Linked DNA regions of Sus scrofa: regions 2, 3 and 4 are each linked to region 1. The links are chromatin contacts, called in public Hi-C and HiChIP or PLAC-seq maps. All regions are on one chromosome and are shown on one strand. Each heading gives the region's core, a stretch centred on a gene start, on an enhancer-like site or on the middle of the called end of the contact. The rest is flanking DNA. Distances are from core to core; before and after follow the strand shown. Region 1 holds the start of ARFGEF2 (brefeldin A-inhibited guanine nucleotide-exchange protein 2). Region 2 holds the start of CSE1L (chromosome segregation 1 like). Region 3 holds the start of PREX1 (phosphatidylinositol 3,4,5-trisphosphate-dependent Rac exchanger 1 protein). Region 4 overlaps ARFGEF2 (brefeldin A-inhibited guanine nucleotide-exchange protein 2).

Evidence for each region. Hi-C and Micro-C count contacts between places; a contact is called where the count stands out from the background. HiChIP or PLAC-seq counts read pairs in DNA pulled down with a chosen protein or histone mark.
Region 2: a Hi-C map of liver shows a contact between it and region 1, with 3 times the contacts expected there. The contact joins the promoter of CSE1L here to the promoter of ARFGEF2 in region 1. A contact is called at or near these places in 8 of 47 Hi-C or Micro-C datasets (embryonic fibroblasts, epiblast stem cells, fetal heart ventricle and 5 more) and 1 of 2 datasets of contacts at active chromatin or transcription factors (alveolar macrophages).
Region 3: an H3K27ac HiChIP or PLAC-seq map of alveolar macrophages shows a contact between it and region 1. The contact joins the promoter of PREX1 here to the promoter of ARFGEF2 in region 1. A contact is called at or near these places in 3 of 47 Hi-C or Micro-C datasets (embryonic fibroblasts and epiblast stem cells) and 1 of 2 datasets of contacts at active chromatin or transcription factors (alveolar macrophages).
Region 4: a contact with region 1 is called in an H3K27ac HiChIP or PLAC-seq map of alveolar macrophages. The contact joins the enhancer-like site here to the promoter of ARFGEF2 in region 1. A contact is called at or near these places in 7 of 47 Hi-C or Micro-C datasets (embryonic fibroblasts, epiblast stem cells, fetal heart ventricle and 4 more) and 1 of 2 datasets of contacts at active chromatin or transcription factors (alveolar macrophages).

The regions. Positions count from the first base shown.
Region 1 is chr17:50,629,881-50,634,903 of Sscrofa11.1, forward strand. ARFGEF2 (brefeldin A-inhibited guanine nucleotide-exchange protein 2) reads left to right here and starts at 1,964. Exons shown (of 39, transcript XM_003483981.4): 1 at 1,964-2,271. The coding sequence starts at 2,151.
Region 2 is chr17:50,742,236-50,747,258 of Sscrofa11.1, forward strand. CSE1L (chromosome segregation 1 like) reads left to right here and starts at 2,721. Exons shown (of 25, transcript NM_001243215.1): 1 at 2,721-2,812.
Region 3 is chr17:50,547,469-50,552,491 of Sscrofa11.1, forward strand. It overlaps PREX1 (phosphatidylinositol 3,4,5-trisphosphate-dependent Rac exchanger 1 protein), which reads right to left and starts at 2,934. Exons shown (of 40, transcript XM_021078040.1): 1 at 2,570-2,934. The coding sequence starts at 2,782.
Region 4 is chr17:50,718,722-50,723,744 of Sscrofa11.1, forward strand. It overlaps ARFGEF2 (brefeldin A-inhibited guanine nucleotide-exchange protein 2), which reads left to right. Exons shown (of 39, transcript XM_003483981.4): 34 at 809-923; 35 at 3,547-3,677. Among named protein-coding and RNA genes, the nearest start is that of CSE1L, 24 kb to the right of the region's middle. Within about 2 kb of position 2,415, at least 6 of the 83 cell types and tissues checked have an H3K27ac peak or open chromatin away from gene starts, as enhancers often do. A contact at or near this core is called in alveolar macrophages, where this site is marked.

The DNA of each region.
Region 1 (5,023 bases), core at 714-3,213:
ACATTCGTTCATTCACTCATTCGTTCAGCACATGAGGACTGAGGAACATCTCAGAGATGTATGTACTGCTGTGTAACACACTACCCCCAAATGTAGTGGCTTAAAATGACAATCAATTGTTGTTTCTGCTAACCTGTGGGTTGGCGGGTCAGTTCTTCCGCTGGTCTCACCAGCTGTGAAATTCAGCTGGTAGATTGGCTGGGACTGGGCTCGGCTGGGAGCACTGGGATAATGGGCTTTTCTCTCCATGTGCTATTTCTTCTAGTTGCTTCTGCACATCTAAAAGCCTCAAGATCCCTTGGTTCTGGGAGAGCTCACCCTTCTTTCCACCATAATCTATTGGTCAAGGCAAGTCACGGGGGGTGGAGAAATAGACTTCACTTCTCGACAGGAGGAGCTGCAAAGCTACACGACAGCAATGGAATTTATGGCCATCAAACCTCTCCCTTGCTTTGGACCAGGCCCTGGGGATGCAGCCTGTCCCTCTGCAGCCCACACCGGAGGCAGAGGACAAAACAAATCAACAGTGAAAAAGGTCAGAATGTGCTGTAGGGAGAGAGGGCCTCCCTGAGATTCTTGAGCTGAGACCTGTGCATTGGAGTGTGTCTGTGTCACAAGTTTCCGAGATTCCAAGACACTGTCCTTGCAAAAGACACTGTTCTTGCAGGAGCCCAACAGCATGGCAGCTCCCTTGGAGCAGGTGGGCCGCATGAAAGGAAGGGCACGGGCAGACAGGACCAAGGGTGTGGTGCTATCAGTGGCAGTGGCGGGGAGTGGAGGGTGCCCCTGGGGCCAGAATACCTGTCTCCTTACCCTCACTGGCAGGCTGTGTGACACTGGCCATCTCTGTTTCTTCCCTTTCTGATGCCCCCTGCCCCCAAATGCCCCCCTGCCTCACACACTGCACTGGGAGGAACCACAGCTTTATGAAAATAGATGGACACACTCCACGGGGAGGTGCAGTCAGAGTGGTTTTTCCCAGCAGCATCATGCACAGATGTGGCACCAGAAGCACAGACGTTCACTGGACTGGATACCAGGACTCAGCTCTATTCCAGTGATGGGAGGGTTGAATGGAAGACAAGTGGTTGTCTTGCCACGGGGGTGGCGAAATCCTGTTTTGGGAGTGTGCATGAATACACCTCCTTTATTTATTTATTTATTTATTTATTTATTTATTTATTTATTTTTGTCTTTTTAAGGCCACACTCATGGCATACGGAGGTCCCCGGGCTAGGGGTCAAATTGGAGCTGTAGCTGCTGGCCTACAGCCCCAGCCACAGCAATGCGGGATCTGAGCTGTGTCTGCGACCTACGCCACAGCCCACCGCAATGCCAGATCCTTAACCCGCTGAGCGAGGCCAGGGGTCGAACCCAGGTCCTCATAGATACTAGTTGTTGAGCGCTGAGCCACGACGGGAACTCCAATACACCTCCTTTTAATCTCCCTCCCTTCCTCCAGCCCTTTCCCTCCACCCCTTCCTTTGTGCTCTCCCTCTCCCAGGCTGTTTTCTTATCTTTCTCACCTCCTTCCCTTCACCTCCCTCCCACACCATCTCTTTTTCCATTCTATTCCTCAGCCCCCTCCTCCTAAGCTCCCCTTCTTCCTGCCTCTCCTCTCTTCTTCCCCCGCCCCGCGCTTCTCCTGAACCCTCCCCTTCCCCCGCCTCTCTCCCCATCTCCACCTCCCTTCCCCCGCCCCAATTTCTCCCCGACCTTGGAGCCTCCCCTCCTCACCATCTCACCTGCTCTTCCAACCCCCTAGCTTCCTCTTTCCTCCTCACCTCCTCTGACTCCCTTATTGCCTCTCTTCTTTACCTCCTCACCTTCCAACTTTTCCCCTGCCTTCCTCCACTATTAGCCCCACCGCCTCGCCCACCTGGGCCCGCCCCGCCCCGCCCCCAGCCATAGGCCCCGCCCTCTAGGGGGTCACGGGGTCCACGGACGCAGCCGCGGCCCCGCCAGTCACGTAGTCACGTGATGCGCTCCAACATGGCGGCGCCGTGGGGCCGCGGCGTCGCTTCCTGACTGGGCGGTGCGGACGGACGCGGCTGGTGCCGTCCTGGACGCCGGGCCCGCTGCCTCGCTCGCCCGCCCGCCCGCTTGCGCCGCTCGCCCGCGGGGCTGCCAGCCCCCGCCGGGCCGGGGCCATGCAGGAGAGCCAGACCAAGAGCATGTTCGTGTCTCGGGCCCTGGAGAAGATTCTAGCCGACAAGGAGGTGAAGCGGCCCCAGCACTCCCAGCTGCGCAGGGCCTGCCAGGTGGCGCTCGGTGGGTGAGCCGCCCCGGCCCGGCCCCCGCGCCGGCCTCCCCACACCGGCCGTTACCCCACCCGGCCTTCTGGGCGTCACTTCCCCCTGACCCTGAATCCTACCTTCCTGGCCTCCTCATTATACCCCCAGGGGAAACTGATGCCCCGGTAGCTCGAGACTGGCCCAAGGTCACCTAGCAAGTTGGTGACAGCCAGGGCTGGGTCTCCAGGGTCCCAGCCCAGGGTTTTTGCCACGACTTCTTGCCCTCCTGTTTCCTGTTCCTTCCCTCACCACCCGCAGAAGCAGCAGCCCTTGCTCTAAGTTTTTTCTTTACCTGGGTTTTGCTGGTTCGAGTTCCCCCATGTAAGCAGAGCAGGTGGAAAGAGCTGCCCAACTAGTTTAGGGAAACCCCTGAGACCTGCTTTGAAAGTGCCCAAATGATGAATGTTTTCCTTTCATTTGAGGATCGCCCATAACTCCCTCCAGAAGGCAATGTAGAGGGTTATCCTGCACCTCCCAGGTATCGTGGTGTGCAAAGGATCTGCTCATTCCGGGCGGTCCGGTAAAATAGAGGGTCTGTGAGGACAGAAATATTTGTCTTTTATTCACCGCTGGATCCCCTGCACCCACAACAGTGCCTAGCACACAGTAGATGCTGATTGTATGGACCCACAGATTACTGAAAGAGGGAGAGAACTCTGATTCATAGCTTGTTGAAAACCTTGATGATTGATTCCAACATCAACATCTTTTAGTTTCAGTCATTCAGCATATATTTATCAAATGCCCACCTTGTGTAGCAAGATACAGTGGGGTACTATACAGACAAGGTATTTGGCCTTAAAAGAGCTTAGACTTTAATCGGTGAGACTAAGTAAATTTAAAAATTATCAGACATTTTTGAATACTAAGTACTTTTGTAAAAGTAACTTTTAAGGAATTACTTTTGTAAAAGTAAAAGAAAAGAGCAAGATGTGATCAAGAGGCAGTCGGAGGATTGCTTTTCATAGGGTCCTCAAGAAAGTAATCCTTTCTGAGGAGGTGACATTTGGGCCAAGTATTGGAAGGCAGGAGGTGTCCACCATGTGGAATTTCAGAAAAAGAGAGTTCTAGGCAGTGAGAATCTACACCTTTGACAGGAATTGGCTTCACAGTAATTCACCACACCACTACTTGTGGTTTGGAATCTGTAAAAATACCTGGTTTCCCTAACAGTTAATTAAGTCAATGGAAAGTCTAATTTTCTGTCACAGGGTTTGTGACATCACCCTTCTCCCTTCCTTCGGTGAAGGGTACTCTGGAGTGTTCTCTGGGGGCCTAGGAATGGGGTTGTGAACTTTGCACTTCTCTGGGAAGAAGTCCATAGCTTTCATCAGATTCTCAGAAGGGTCTGAGACTTCCTCAAGGATCAGGTACTGTTGAGACAAAGGTGGTTGTTGCTGAGATGATCTGGAAACAGATGCTAGTCCTGTGAAATTCAGGATCAGTGCGAGAAATTTCCTTTCTTTTTTGCTTTATAAGGCCGCACCCATGGCGTATGGAAGTTCCCAGGCTAGGGGTCGAATTGGAGCTGCAGCTGCCAGCCTACACCACAGCCACAGCAATGCAGGCTCCAATTCACGTCTGGGACCTACACCACAGCTTATGGCAATGCCAAATCCTTAACCCACTGAGCGAGGCCAAAGATCAAACCTGCATTCTCATGATTACTAGTTACCACTGAGCCACAACAGGAACTCCTAGCTGGAGCAATTCTCTGAGATTTAGATTGGTAAAGCTTTTTTACTGAGAAAAGCAAGGCTAACTGTTGGACATTGTTTTATCAGGAATGCAGGGTGAGCGCTACAAAGCAGTTTGTTAGTTACACAAAAGCCTGATACTTAAAACTCCACTTTGACATCTGCTTGCATTCTGTCCTCTCCGTATTACTTTAAGAGCATTGTTGTGGAAGTTTCAAAATATTTATTTGGCAGAAAAATTTCTACTCCCTCTTAAGAAAACTTAACATCAAATTTTCAACAAGTTGTATATCACAATTTTGGAACCTACTTATAAAATGGTCATATGGGTCATAAAGGGCCTTAACATTGAAAGTTTATTGGTTATTTTTGGATTCTTTATTCAGAGGCTCCTGTTTTTCTAACCCAAATTGTGGGATGAACATGCATTGTTTCAGTGGTGAAATGCAAGAAATAGCCTATATTGAAAATACAAATTCTATGTTAAAAATATTTTTCTTGCCAAATAATATAGACAATTTAAATAAAATATCCCATGTAATGTTATTTAAAAAAAAAAAAAAAAGAGTGTATAAAGGAAGTAATTTGACCACAGGTTAATTGAATAGATTGTCGTGGTGGCTCATCCTCATCAAATTGAGTAAGTATAAGGGAATCTGTGTGATGTGTTGCGTTAAACAGGCCATCTTTTTTTTAAGAGAGTACTTATGTGGCATTGCTGTTACGTCAGAATGACTGCTTTGACTTATAAACAGAAGAAAACATATACCACAGCGTCTGGTGATCTTTCACTCTGCATCTCAAGGCCGAGTTTTGTGTTTGGTGAAAGTAACTGAAACAAGCCTGTATGCCATGTGGCTGGTATTTTAGAGCTTGCTCTGTGTAGATACCATTTTGATAAGAGGTACAGTAAAATGACCGCTCAGAGTTGAAATGCTTGAGTGATAGGAGCACTTGCAGGAAACAGCTTCCGTAACCCTCCACCAGTTGTAGTATATTAGGGGGAGAGGATCAGGAATGCAGGGGCCCAAT
Region 2 (5,023 bases), core at 1,471-3,970, 110 kb after region 1:
ATGAGGTTGCGGGTTCGATCCCTGGCCTTGCTCAGTGGGTTAAGGATCCGGCGTTGCCGTGAGCTGTGGTGTAGGTCGCAGACGCAGCTTGGATCCCGAGTTGCTGTGGCCCTGGCGTAGGCTGGCAGCTACAGCTCCGATTCGACCCCTAGCCTGGGAACCTCCATATGCTGTGGGAGCAGCCCAAGAAATGGCAAAAAGACAAAAAAAAAAAAAAAAAAAAAGTTAGGCTTCTAGCCTCCCACAGAGACTGGGAGACTTGAGACTCTACCTTCCTAATGATTACATTTCAAAGGAAAGACTTTCGGGTCCTTGAGAAAGACATTCCTGAATTGGTGATACAGCTATATCTCAAAGGGACAGAGGAAGAGTCTGCCACTGTAAGCCCTTGCCAGTAAATGCTCTAAGAAAAGAAAGTTAGGGCCCATCCTCAGGTCTTGGTAAGAAAAAACAGTAAATTTTCCTGGGGTGGGGATACTGGGGTCACCCTAGAGACACAGCCTTATGCTGCTAGAAGCTGCGTTCAAATTTGTTCATCTTGGAGTTCCTGTCGTGGTGCAGTGGAAACAAATCTGACTAGGAACCATGAGGTTGTGGGTTCGATCCCTGGCCTCACTAAGTGGTTTAAGGATCCGGCTTTGCCGTGAGCTGTGGTGTAGGTCACAGCCTCGGCTTGGATCTGGTATTGCTGTGGCTGTGGCGTAGGCTGCCAGCTACGGCTCTGATTAGACCCTAGCCTGGGAACCTCCATATGCCGTGGGTGCGGCCCTAAAAATATTAAAAAAAAAAAGAAAAATCTGTTGATCTCAGGGTGTAGGGGCTTGGACAAAGTCATCAAGGGCTGAGAGCTCTGCTGTTCTCAGTGCCTACATAATTTTGTGCTCTCATGTTTGTTTCCTCAAATGACGACCAAATAGCATGGCTTTCAGTCCCAGGGAGTTGCAAGCTAGCAATTCCAAGGGATGGGCTCTGAGTGGAGACAGCTGGGCCTGTTGAGGAGGTGGCCAAAACTGAGGGTAGGGATTTCCACAAGTCGTAACTGGTTCCCCTCTTTCCCACACTCAGTGTATCATAAGATCCTACAGGCTCTACCTCTAAAATATATCCTGAAGCTGTCTGATTTTCTCCACATTCACTGCTACTCACCCTACTCCAGGCTTAACCTCAATTCCCTGGATGCTTCCAACAGCCTCCTCACTGGTCTTCTGCTTCAAGCTCTTCCGCCCCATACAGTACAAGGAGACTTTTAAAATATAAATTTGGTGATCATCCTGTAATGGGTACATTTAAGACAGAGTCCAAACATAGGCTTAGGAGGCCTACATCATCTGGCCCCTGCTGACCTAACTCTGTCTCCTGCCATGGCTCCACTTTTTTTTAAGCCCCAGCCTAGCCCAGTTCTGCCTCAGTCTTTGCTATTGGCATCCCCTCCTTCTAGAATGCTCTGCAGGCTGATCCACAGCTTGTTTCCTTGTTGAAATTCAGGTCAATTGTCATTTGTTCAGAGGTCTCCTCTGGCTATCCCATTGCCCTTCCATGTCACCGCCTCCCATATCAATCTGTTTTTAAATCCTCCTTTCAGAGCACTAATCAAATTTGAAATGATCTTTGTTTTTTGGCCGTGCTTGGGGCATGCAGAAGTTCCCGAGCCACAGTAGTGGCCCTTAACCGCTAAGCAACCAGGGAACTCCAGAATTATCTTACTTGCTGATTCCATTTCTCCCTCTAAAACATAAGCTCTATGAGGGGGCAGAAAGTTCTCTTTCTGTCTAAGACGCTTTGAATATGACCTTGGGCAATTTGTTCAACAATTATATGAGACCTACTGATAGGGATGGAGTAGGTACAGGTAGTTGTAGAAGTCCGGATAAAGGACCATAGTTAAAGAGGGAAACTTAGGGTACATTGGGAGATAAGTGTAAGTTAATAACTGACCAAGAAAGCCATCAGCACAAGGCAGGCTTGCTTGATTAGTGGAGGCGTGAGAATTGCCTCAGGTCGTTGGATGAGGGATGGGTTTAGGCCTGCATTCAGATTCAGACCAAGAGCAGGAGTTTGAGGACCACCCTTCTGCTGATTTGAATACACACCTTACTGGATACTAAGGAGGGGCTACTACTCCCAGACAGGAAGACGTGGGCTTTTCCAACCTCCACTCCCCTTGGATGATAAAACTATAGTCCACCGGATCCTCAGGGGCAGAGGTTCCGTGCCTGCCCGCTTGCACCTCTCACAAGCTTCCTGTCTTAATAAATCTACTTCTTGCCTGTCACTTTGTCTCTCCCTGAATTTCTTCTGCGAGGAGGTATGAAGAACCTCAGTAAGTACAGACACAGGGTGAGTGATTCTAATTTAAAACTGTGGGTTTTAAGTCCCAATCTGGGTTTAGGCTGGGTTTGAGTCCTGACACTTGGGTTCAAGTCCCAGTTCGTTCTGGCTAGGTTCAGGCCGTTAGTACTGTCAGTTTCACTGCTAGGTGCCTGATATCAAAAATGGTCACTCGCAGAATCTGCTCAGTTCCGAATGGGGATTGTGATGCCCCTTAGAGCGGTCAGAGCCAAAGAGCATTGTCCACTATGACGTCAGCAAACCCAGAGCGGGGCAGAGATTGGCCTTTCCAGCCTGGGTGGGGCCGGGAGCGCTTGGCCCCGCCCCCTGCCTCGGCCCTGCTCACGCATGCGCCCCGGCCGCAGCCTCGCTGCCGCGCCATTTTGCCGGGGTTTGAATGTGAGGTGGAGCGGCAGTAGGAGTGGGTAGTGCTGGCTGCCGTCCGCGGCTGAGATTCCCTTCTCCGTTCCCGTATCCCCACGAGGTAAGGCGCGGGCGTGCACGGCCTGGCACGGTGGCCTCTTGGGAACCGGCTGAGGGAGGAATGAGGTGCTCCCAGCACTTCCGAACGCTGGGTAGTAAGGACCGCACCTCCTGGAGAGAGCAGGATATAGGCCTCTGTCCCGGGCGGCACCCTCGGGTAAGGTTTTTGCATCTGCCGAACGGTCTCCCATCCCCTCGTGGCGTTCCAGGTCTGAGGCCCAGGCTCGGCGGTACCCGGGCCTGCGAGGGGCCAGGGCAACCCAGGCGCGACCTACCGCGAGCGTATCCAGTGCCCGCCCCTTCCCCTCCAGCGCTGCGCTGATTGGCCACGCCGCTCGGGAAGTCCGCCTCTCATTGGTTGCGCCTGCGTGTCCATTCTCAGCGCTCCCGGCCACCCCGCAACGTGAGCGGAGTGCGGCGGCAAGGCCTGTGCGGCTGCTGGGCTGGAGTGCTGGCCTCCGCCCTGACCGCCTCTTCCTCTGTTCTCACTTTCTGATTAAGGAGGCGGTGGAGCTCCACCTCCCTGTGCCTCAGTCTCCATGACTGTAAAATAGGCATCGTGATCTCACTTTGCTGAGTTGCTCGTGAGGATTAGATTGTAGTGGGTGCACCGGGGTTCTGAGCACCTGCCCTGTAACGTGGGGTCCGCCTCTTGAGGAAAAGCGATCGTGTGGTAGTTCGGAGCGTGGAATTCAGCTTTGGAATGAGAAAGCCTGGGTTCGTTCCAGATTTAGCTTCACCCCAGGAATGTAACTTAGAGCCAGTCACTTCATCTCTCCAAGTCTCCACTTTATCTACAAAGTGGGGTTGAAAACATCCACCTCGTAAAGTGACTGCGAGGATCCACTGAGTATTACCGCAGTTTACAAAGTCCCGTCTGAAGTGCCGTTTCGTTGTCCGCCTCTTCCACCCATCTCTTCTGAAGTAGTATTCACTGAAGCAGTACTGCTGACCTTTGTTTTTTTTAAATGTTGCAAGCTCATGTCCTCCGTAAAGCGTTTGGACGTGCCTTTTGTTTGTTCGAAAAGTACCAACATCAGGTCTTTGCAAGGCTGCTTCCCTGTCCTTCATATTTCCCTCACCTTAGGCCTTCTTTGACCAACCTCTCAAAGGGTCTCTTTCCTTCAGCTCTTTTATCACATCATCCTAGTTTTACTTCGTAAATCACTTACGTAGAATCACTTAAAATTTACTTGTTTATTGCCTTTCTCAACTGCTAGGGTGTAAAAAAGCAAGGACCTGGCCTGTCTTGTTACTGCTGTACCCAGGTGGTCGGTGCTTGCCACATAGTAGATGTACAGATATTCCTTGGAGACAAGAAAGGGACTTTTTTCTCTTAGATCCTACCAGTACTCCATTTCTCCTCCACTTGGGCCCCCATCATTAAATTTTTGGCCTGTGTGTGTGTCTCTTATTTTTTGCATAACTGGTGGAACTTTTGATCTAGCCTCTTCCCTCTTAAGACCCTTTGTCTTTCATTTCTTATCATTAGTGCAAGATAATTCTTTCTCCCTTTCTGTGTACTTTGATTTCTCCTAGTTGGGGACTGGGATAGAGGGAAACCATTTCCTATACAGGATTAGATGGGTTTGAGAGCAGTGCTTTCCCTTTGGTATTTTATCTATTCCTTTATTCATTTAATAACTTAATTGAGCATCCACTTAATCTCTGTGAATACAGTGAAGAAGCAAAAATGGACTAAGTCCCTTCCCTTGGGGAGCTTATATTCTAGTGGGGAAAAGAAACAATACAAATAAATGACTTAGATAATTTTAGATAGTGACAAGTGACAGAGTGATGTGACTGTCAAGGCTTCTCTGAGGAGGTGGCATTTGAGCTGAGACCATTTATGGAAAGACTAGGGAACAGAACATTCCAGGCAGAGAGAATAGAAAGTACAGAGGCTCGAGGACAGGAACAAGCTTGGAATATTGGAATATGTGGGGAAATCTTGCTTGCCAGAATATCTTGTGAAGTGAGAGGTAGCCAGGGGCCGGATCTTACAGGGCATTGTAGTCAATGTAAAGAGTTTGGATGTGCACCTAAGTGGTAAATTCCTGTGATGAGAAAGCAGAGGGTGGACAGAGGTGTGGGGATAGATCCTTCATGTATGTATGCCAGATAGTTTTCATTTGTTGGATCTCTCTCCCTTTTCCCAGATGTAAGGCCTCAGGAATTCTTTTCTAATATGGAGGAAATAACTAAGGAAAAG
Region 3 (5,023 bases), core at 1,684-4,183, 81 kb before region 1:
ACATGCGCCCCTCATGGAGAGGAGGAACTTAGACCTGGCTTTTCTGCATTTCCCACAATACTCAGTCTACCACAAAGGCTTCCTTTCTACTGGCAGCAGAACTTTAAAACGAGGGACACAAGGAGGCCAGGGGAGCCCTTCAAGACCTGCCTCTGCCACATGGAATTAAAAGCAGGGAGGGATCTGCCAGCCTGCTTCCAAAGGCGAACAATCCCTTCATGTGTATAAAGCTGGGAGGAGAGAGTGGGAAGGCAGCAGAGGATCACAACCTGCAGGCTGCCAGCTTCGCTGCCACAGAAAGCCTTGGTAACTAGCAGTTCATGACGCTCTAAGCCCTGGGTTTTCAAAACTGAAAGGCCTTGGGTTGTTCAGGGGTCCCTTCTGATGGAGCAAAAACAAGAGGGGCCTCCTGCAGTTCACAAAAGAGGTATGCTTGGTCAGGTTACACAATCAGTCCATTTCTGGCACCAGCTTGGGGACACCCAAAAGGACAAGACAGAAAGAAAAAGCCTGGATTCCCCTCCCCTCATTTGACAAGTGGGCAAACTGAGGCCAGGACAGGTGCATGGGTGGTCCAAGAGTCAAAGTCAGAATCAGCTCATCTCAAAATTGGCAGGTCAATTCAAAAAAAAAAAAAAAATTATGAGCTCAGCAAGTTCAAAGAGTCAAGGAGATAATATGCAAGTAGAGAAGTCTCCTTTTTTCCTCTTTCTTTAATAAGAAGAATGGTTGATTCCAATCAATTTCCATTATTCCAGCTTCCCTGGACTCTACACATGGACAATTTAAAACTACAGTTAATCCAAACCCAATCTTTATCTGCTCTGAAAGGCACCACACCATCCAGGGCAAGGGTGTGGGAGGAAGAGGCATATTTTCTTTCCCATTAATATAAAAATTGGTTTGTCTTTCCTCTTTCTCTTCCAGACTGAGAAGCAGGGAGTGGCTCAGAAGGAGAAGTGAGGAGTTCCCTAGAATTTGACACTGCTCACAGACACCAGCTACATCTTCAATTCAGAAACTGCCAGCTTCTAACTGAGCAGATTCTTTTTTTTTTTTTTTTTTTTAACTGTGAGAGAGGGAGGGATGGGAAAGAAATGCCAACCCTGCCTGATTCTCACAGGCCCTTCTAGAAGGGTCCTTTAGCCAAATGCTTTTCAATGCCTCTGCACAACCCTCCCGCCGTCCTCAACACACACACGTCTTTTCACAGAGAGAAGGGCTCTATCCTCCCTGAGTTAAACCCGGACCTCACACAGCCTCAGCTGCAACCCCAGCCACAGGGGATCGCAGAGGATGCCAGAAGCTCCCTCTTTCCCCCAGGGACTGGGAGCTGCAGAGCCTGGCTCTGGGGTTTCTGAAGGAACCACCAACCGCTGTCTGCCCCCGCCTCCCACCCCCCGACACACACACACACACACACCCTTCCTGAACCAGGATTAAAAGACTTCCTAGAGCAGAAAACGGAGTAAATGAGGTCCCAGCAGGAGGCACAGAGATTAAAGCCCTTGGAGTCTCCTAACTTCCAGCAAGGCTCGCCCAGTCTCCCCCTCCCCACCGCAGCCACTTTTCTCACTTCCTAGGAGCATAGGGAAGTGGCCCCTTCCTCCCTCTCACAGAAAAAGAAGAAGAAGAAACAAACAAACAAAAAAGAAACGCAGCCTAGAATAGGGTTTTAGAGCACCGGCTGGGACTGCCCTGGTCAAAACCTGGTATCAGCGTGATTCTGGGCAAGTTATTCAACCTCTCTGGAGCTAAACTCTCCGCTATTAAAAAATGAGGGAGCTGTTCGTCCCTACTTCATTGGTCATCGGTGAAGGTTAAGCCTTCTCATGACACACGTAGGCGCCTGGCACATAATGAGCGCTCAGTTGTTATTTTACAGAGTCTTGGGCTGTGGTTTTGCAACTTGGAGTTGCGGGGGGGGGGGGAGTATGGAACTGAACCGCTGAGTCTTCAGTTCGAAACCTACTGTCCCCAAGATCCAGCAAAAGCCTGTGTATTGGGAAGGGGGGGTGTCCTACCCCCCGTTTTTGTCGTCTTCTGTCCCTACTCAGGGCTTTGGGTTTATCTTACTCTACTCAATGAGCAGGGACGCTGGGCTCCAGGATTTCTAGGGTCCGTCCAAAATGAGCAGCCCGCGGGACACTAGGTGGCGAAGAAATCCCCAGGGGAGAAAAAAACGCAGGGGTCCAAGATCCGGGCACCTGGGTCCCAAAGACCCTGCCTCACGGATGTAACTAATTTTAAAACTATTTGAAAGGCGGGAGGGTGAAAGAAAAAGACAAAAGGGCAACGTGCGGGGGGCGGGGGTGGACCGAGTGCAGGAGACCCCAGGTCAAGGGCTGGACCGTGGGCCGGCCAGGGAGGCGACAACCCAGCTCTGGAGGAGCCCGATCTCCTCACTTCTTTGCGCATCCCCCGGGATGTCCCTGAGGCGACTCTCGCGACCCCCGGGGACCGTGGCCACAGGTTGTGGGGACCGCCCCGCCCCCGAGGCCCCTGCGCTCCGCAGCGGGGCAGACCGCCTGAACGAAGGCTGTCCCCGCGCTCCCCGAGCGACACTCACAGACTGCAAGAAGCGCAAGGTGCCCACGTAGTCCCTCTCGGTGCCCAAGATCTCATTGAGGACGCAGAGGCGGAGGCGCAGCTGGCGCTCAGACTCCCGGGCGGCCGCGCACGGGCCGGAGCTGGGCGCAGAGGCGCCGGGGGTCCGGGGGTCCGGGTGGGCACCGTCCCCAGCCCCGTCGCCGCCTGGATCGCTGCCGCCGGGTACCTCCATCCTAGCGCGGCCGCACGGCACCAGCTCCTTCCCCCGCGCGGAGGTCGCGCTGAGCGGCGACTCAAGCGTCCAGGCACCCCATCCCGGACGGGGCGCGCCAGCGGGCCGGGCTCAGCGGCGGGCCCGGCGCATGGCGCGGCGGGCGAGCGGGCGGGACTCGGGGGCGGGCGGCCCGGGCCGGGGGCGGAGGCAGAGCACGGAGGCTGGACGAGGGGCGGGAGGAGGCTGGCCCTCGGGGCTCCCAGACGGCGGGCCTGGCCGCCACCGCCCCCGCCGCCAAGGGAGCGTCTGCCAAGTGCCACGCCGCGCTCGGGCCGCAGAGGCGCTCCGCGCGCGCACGGGGTCCCCTGGAGACGCGCCGCGGCGCCGGCCGGCTACGTCGGAAGCTGGGCGCGGCTGGAGCGTCGCTGCCGGGGTGCTCGAGCCGGAGCCTTCCGGAAGGGACCCCGAGAAGCCCGGAGAGTCCAAAGCAGCGCGCTCGCCGCCGCCAGCGCACCAACTCCGCGCCCGGACGCGTGGCGCCCCCACCCCCGCCCGCCGCGGGCTACGCCACTCCCACCCCTACACACGCGACACCCACCACGCGCAGCACACGCACGCAGGTCCGGCTGCCACGGCCGCCGGCTGCTGCCGCTCGGGCTGGGTCAACCCCCGGTTGGAAAAGCTGGCAGCGGAGCTGCTCAGGAGCAAGCCCACCCCGCCACGCGCGCCCCCGCCGGACCTGGGGAGCAAGCGACGGCCCCCGTCCTGCCTTTGGGACACCCAGTCCTTTGGGGGCCTTGGGGAGCTGCGGCGACCTTGGGAAGGAAGACGCGCGGCTGTCTCATTCTCTCTCTCTTAATGCCTCTTTTCTCTTTCCCCTTCCTTTTTCTTTCCTTCTTTTCTTTTTCTTTATAACTTCTCTGCCCACCAAGAGATGAGCGTGCCCTTTCCAGCCCTTCCCAGAGGAAATTATTATCTGCTCCGAGTTCCTAATCAAGTGGCAGCTGCTCTGCCTGTGCCCGCCTCCCATCCACCCGCCCCCCACAAGGCCTCTGGAAACCAGGCTTCTAGTCTGGGCTGATCTGTGTGACCTTGATAATCAGCGAACTGCTAGACAAATGTCCTCACCTGCCACCAAGAAGGTGTGAAGGGATGATCTCTCCAGGGCCTAGAGTCAGCCCTTCAGGTTAAAAATCCCAACTCCTGCACTTGCTGGTTTCCTTGGGTGACCTTGCCCTGGTCTCTTGCCTCAAGAGCCTCAGCCTTCTCATCAGTGCAGTGGGAATAAACTTGATGCCTTAGCTCATGGATTCCTACACACAGGGTTATGTGTTCATTCGTTCGGAGTGCTTGGGACAGGGCCTAGCTCCCAGAAAACTCTCTATAAATGTTTATTCTTTTTTTTTTTTTTTTTTTTTTTTGTCTTTTGTCTTTGTTGTTGTTGTTGTTATTGTTGCTATTTCTTGGGCCGCTCCCGCGGCATATGGAGGTTCCCAGGCTAGGGGTTGAATCGGAGCTGTAGCCACCGGCCTACGCCAGAGCCACAGCAACGCGGGATCCGAGCCGCGTCTGCAACCTACACCACAGCTCACGGCAACGCCGGATCATTAACCCACTGAGCAAGGGCAGGGACCGAACCCGCAACCTCATGGTTCCTAGTCGGATTCGTTAACCACTGCGCCACGACGGGAACTCCTAAATGTTTATTCTTAATTAACATTGCATGCATGATCAGCCCTCTTAGCCTGGCCCCCCTCTCCAAACTGTCCACAATTCCTAACCTGTCTTTATTCACAGGTCAGAGATTGTACTGTCTCTGCAGAGGACTGGCTGATTCATGTAATATCCCCCTGTAGATTGTAATCTTCCTTGAGGCTGGAGCAGTATTGCTATTTATCGTCTGTCCCAAACACCCAGGATTGTTCTCCCAATGGTCTCCAAATAAATATTGCAAGAGCTTGAGGACACAGGGAGAGAGTAGGGTGGCTTCTGCCCTCTCAGAGCTCTGATTCGTTGTGATCTTGGACAAGGTGACATTTGATCTGGGCCTTGGTTGAGTGAAGTTCCCCTGGAGAGTCAAGAGTGTGAGCTAGGTGAGCTGGCTAGGTTTGGGTACCAGGGTCGATTGTGGCCCAAAGGTGACTGGCTCCTGAGTTTCTCAGAAAGAGGTCTCTGGAGTGACTCTGCTGTGTGACCTTAAACTATCACAGCACCTCTCTGACCCTCACTTGCCTTGTCTTTACATTATTCCTATCTACT
Region 4 (5,023 bases), core at 1,165-3,664, 89 kb after region 1:
CACTTTAAAATACTTTGGTTTGGAGTTCTCATTGTGGCTCAGTGGTAACAAACCTGACTAGTATCTGTAAGGATGTGGGTTTGATCCTTGGCCTCACTCACTGGGTTACGGATCTGAATCTGGCATTACCTTGAGCTGCAGCATAGGTCACAAATGCAGCTCAGATCCCATGTTGCCATGGCTGTGGCGTGGGCCAGCAGCTGCAACTCTGATTGGACCCCTAGCCTGGGAACCTCCGTATGCCACAGGTGTGGCCCTCAAAGGCAAAAAAAGGAAAAAAAATTATCATACTCATCTATAATATGTAGAGAAGTTGTCTAGGTTGGAATAGGAAAATGTGAAGTTTTATGGAGTTCCCGTCATGGCACAGCTGAAACAAATCCAACTGGGAATCATAAGGTTGCAGGTTCAATCCCTGGCTCCGCTCAGTGGGTTAATGATCTGGAGTTGTCATGAGCTGTGGTGTAGATTGCAGACGTGCCTCGGATCCTGTGTTGCTATGGCTGTGGTGTAGGCTGGCAGCTGTAGCTCTGATTGGACCCTTAGCCTGGGAACCTCCATATGCCGAGGGTGCGGCCCTAAAAAGACAAAAAAGAAAAGAAAATGTGAAATTTTAATGGGCGGGAGAAATCATTAAAATATGAAATCCCTCCCACGCGGCCTCTGAGAGGCACTACATTGTGCTTCCAGCGGAGTAAGAGTCTTAAATTCAAGTTGGGCCAGCAGTGCTGAAACAGCACATTTCTGCCCAGGTACTGAATTGTGGACAGAGAAATGAACGTGGTGTTTCTCTCTGGTTTACTTTTAGGATGTGGATCTGGACCGCCAGTCTTTAAGCAGCATAGATAAAAATGCCTCTGAGAGAGGCCAGAGCCAACTCTCTAATCCAACCGATGACAGCTGGAAAGCTAGACCATATGCAAGTAAGGCCACTTTTTTTAAATTGTTTTAAATAGATAACACATTCTCATGATTCAGATGTTCAGAAGGGTAAACAAGATATAAGCCTTTCTTTCACTCCTGGGCCTCAGTCTGCCAGTCCCTTCCCTGTGGCACCAGTGGCACCAGTTTCTGTATAACTTTCTAGAGACATTTTGCTCATATGCAAGCAAATGCTTATTCATATACACAAACACACATATAGATGTGTATGAATTCTTCTCCACTCCTTTGTATAAAAATTATAGAATACTCTGCATTATTCTTTTTTCACTTAATACAGCTTAGAGATTATTCAAAATCAGTACCCAAAGAGCTCTCGCACTCTTAGGCTGTCGTATACTGCCCCACATTGTAGATGTACTATTATTTGCTTAATTGGGTTCCTACCAGTGGCCTTTTATGTTATTCTCAGACTTTCTGTTATAAACAACATAGCATCAAATCACCTAATACATGTGTTGTGAGTTTATATGTACAGCGAATTCCCAGAAATAGGATTTCTAGGTTAAAAGAGAAGTGCATTTACTGTTTTGACCGAAAATTCCAGATTGCTGCCTATTAAGGCTGCACCTATTTACATGATCTTTGGAAACACTGAGGTGATATTTGGTATCTTTTGAGTAGTTTTAAGTTTGCAGTTTTCTAATTATGAGTAAAACTGAGCAGTTTCATGTGTTTAAGAACCATTTCTATTTTCTTTTCTGTGAACTATCTGTTCATCATCTTTGCTCATTACGTATTGATTGTTGATCTTTCTTTTATTGGTTGGCAGGGGGCTCTTTATGTGTTAGAGATCCCTTTTCTGGATATGAGTTTCAGATTACTTAAATTTATCTCATAATGTTGCTTATGGTGTATATCACGCCTGTCATGAAAAAAAAAGGTCTCACACAGTTATGCGAGCCAGACACTGTACTCTGTCCTGTGCGTGCTCGCACGTGCTCCTTCCGCTCGCCCTTTGAGGGCTGCTCTTAGGTCTGAGTGCCCTGGGACCTCAGTGGCGCAGCTTGCCAATATACAGTAGACTTGGGGCACGGATATTTTTGGCTGCCTGAGAAATTTTAACTTTCCTGGTGTTGGTCTGGTCTTTTGCAAGTTGTGGTCCCCATTATTTTTCTTCATAGCACTTTCTCCCTCTTCTTGCCGTACCAGGCTGTAGGTGTTAGCACTCACATTATCTTCGGAAGCAGCACATTAGACAAAGCCCTGTGTGGTCCCCATTATCTTTTGAAGGCATAAGAAAGAACCACCCTGGGAATCCATTAAAGAGACACCAAACTGGAGACTGACAGGCTGTTTCCTTGGTGTCTGCAGCACAGCCAGTGTCTCTCCCCGACCCAGGCAGAGGGTGAGCTGTTTCCTCATCAGCCCCAGATAAAGGGCTTGGCTTGTGTGGGAGGAGCAAGTGGACATTTCTTTAAATGGAACCACTGAGTGCAGCAGGGAGACTGGAGACCCCTGCCGTCCCTCCAAGGAGCAGCGCTTTGCTTCTCCCAGTCTCCCAGCTCCGTCTCCCTTCCAGGCACGAGCTCAGTGAACAGAGCAGCAGGCAGAATTTCTTACACCACTTGTATTGTTTTCTTTCCTTCTTTTTATTTTTCATCCAAGATGGTGTCTTTGGATTGGCATAAGTTAAATGTACATGTGTTGCAATTCCACTATATTTTTTCAATTAAAACTAATTCTGCATGGAGAATTTTTATATGTCTGTATAATTTCACAGCCAGTTTCAGATGCTTGAAGCCGACCCGACTCCTTGTGTTTCTTTAGCATTTATTTATTTAATATTTTCAGTGTTCTGATTCCATAACACCAAGTTGAAAAGGAAGCCCTGCTTTTATTACAGTCACATCAGCCAACACTTAGGAAGTGCCAGACATGGGCTGTCCCTGAGCCCAGGGATTAAGAAGATGAGACATTAGTCAGAGGCTAGTCATTAGGCAGAAACCACACCAATAATTTCAACAGGGAAAACTCCGCACAAAGAATTGTTAACTAGTCAGAGATGGCTAACCACGGAAAGCGCTAGGAGGAGACATTTGGAGGATATGGAAGCAGAAGTGGAAAGCCACCTCCAGGGCAGACAGAAAGCAATCCAGGAACCAGGACCTTAAATCAGCCGCACCCAGTTCCCCCGCCGTCAAGGCTGAGACTCAGCCCTTTGTAGGATCCAGCTACTGCAGGAACTTGTAGCCTTCCCATGGGCTGAGCACAGTCCAGAGCTGGTCTGTAGGGGTGACCCTTCAGGCAGCCGAGAAGCATGCTGGAGGACAGGGACCTGCACGGCTGACCCCTCCTCCGCTTCAGGTCTCTGCTCAGAGAGCATGTTGCAGAGACCTTTCCTGACAGCTTGTTAAACTGGCAACCCCACCTCAACACCTTCCCTACCGTATCCCCTCCCTGAGTCCTCATCGTTTGATGTGCTATAGCCTGTGCTTGCATGACTTGGTCACTGTTTCTCTGTGCATGGGAGCAAGGGTTTTTGTCCAGCTTATTCGCTGTCACGTCACAGCCTCAAGAACGTGCCTGGCACATAGTGGGGAGCTCAGTGAATGCAGTACAGGCTGAATCATTATTAGGGTTAATCTTTATCATCTAATATAGATCAGAAACTGTTTGCCAGCCTCCTCATCAAGTGTGTGGTCCAGTTGGAATTGATACAGACCATTGACAACATCGTGTTCTACCCTGCAACGAGCAAAAAGGAAGATGCCGAGCACCTGGTTGCTGCCCAGGTGAGAGCGGGCCTGGGGAAGGGCATCCTTGTCCATGGGGAGGTTGCTTGGATGCAGTGGTGCTGGAGCCGGCTCGGACTGCCTCTCAAGAGCCCGTCCTGCTCATTCTTCCCAGCCCTGCGTTCATTGACCGGACTGGTAACTTAAAATTGGCCACGATGAGAGTATGTATACCACAGAAATCAGCCAACACTCACAACAGGCGTTCTGTTTTCTTCATCCCTGGAGAGCCAGTTTACCAACATACCACCACTCAGATTCCACACCCCACCTCAGTGCTCCGCAAGAAGTGTTACTGGAGTTCCCATTGTGGTACAGTGGAAACGAATCCGACTAGGTACCATGAGGTTTCGGCTTCGATTCCTGGCCTCGCTCGGTGGGTTAAGGATCCGGTGTTGCCTCGAGCTGTGATGTAGGTCGCAGAGGAGGCTCGGATCCCATGTTGCTGTGGCTCTGATTGGACCCCTAGCCTGGGAACATCCATATGCTGCAGGTGCGGCCATAAAAAGCAAAAAAAAAAAAAAAAGGCTAAAGAAGTGTTATTGGAGTTCTCCTGTGGTGCAGCGGGTTACAGATCCAGTGTTGTCACTGCAGTGGCTCTGGTCACTGCTGTGGCATAGGTTTGATTTCTAGCCCAGGAACTTCCACATGCTGCAGGCATGGCCAAATAACGAAAGAATGAAAAGTGTTATTAACCACAATTCCTTATAATTGGTATACAGTTTAACCACAAATAACTGAGAGGAAAAATAGTGGCTAAAGGTAGCAGGCATTTACTTTTCTGTTTTATATATGCAAGCTTTTATGTATACAGTCGGTTTGGAACAATTTAGAGTCCAAAAGTTGAATAGTTAGCTTACACCACGAGTTGCAGACCTAAGTGCCTTGGGGGCCAGTAGATCCCGTGTGTGTCGCAGGGGGTATGGGACTGTGGGGAACCACAGAGCCTCAGCCTGTCGGACGCTGTGCCACCTCCTGGCTCCAGTGGCGAGTTGCTGTCAGGTGGGTCAAGCCGTGATGGGCTCCCAGTTTTTTAAGAGGACCCAGACCATGATTTTTATATAGGAAATCTCTTTATTAAATACTGGAATTATTAACCGACAGAATACATCTGTGGGCCAGATCCAGCCCAAAGGCTGTCCTTTTTGTTTTTTCTTGTTTTGTTTTTTAAGTATGTAGTTCACTGGTTTTAGTATATTCACAAAGTTGTGCAAACATCCCCACTGTCTAACTCCAGAATTTTTTTTTCTTTTTTTGCCTTTTAGGGCTGCACTTGCAGCATGTGGAGGTTCCCAGGCTAGGGGCTGAATCAGAGCCACCGCTGCCAGCCTACACCACAGCCACGG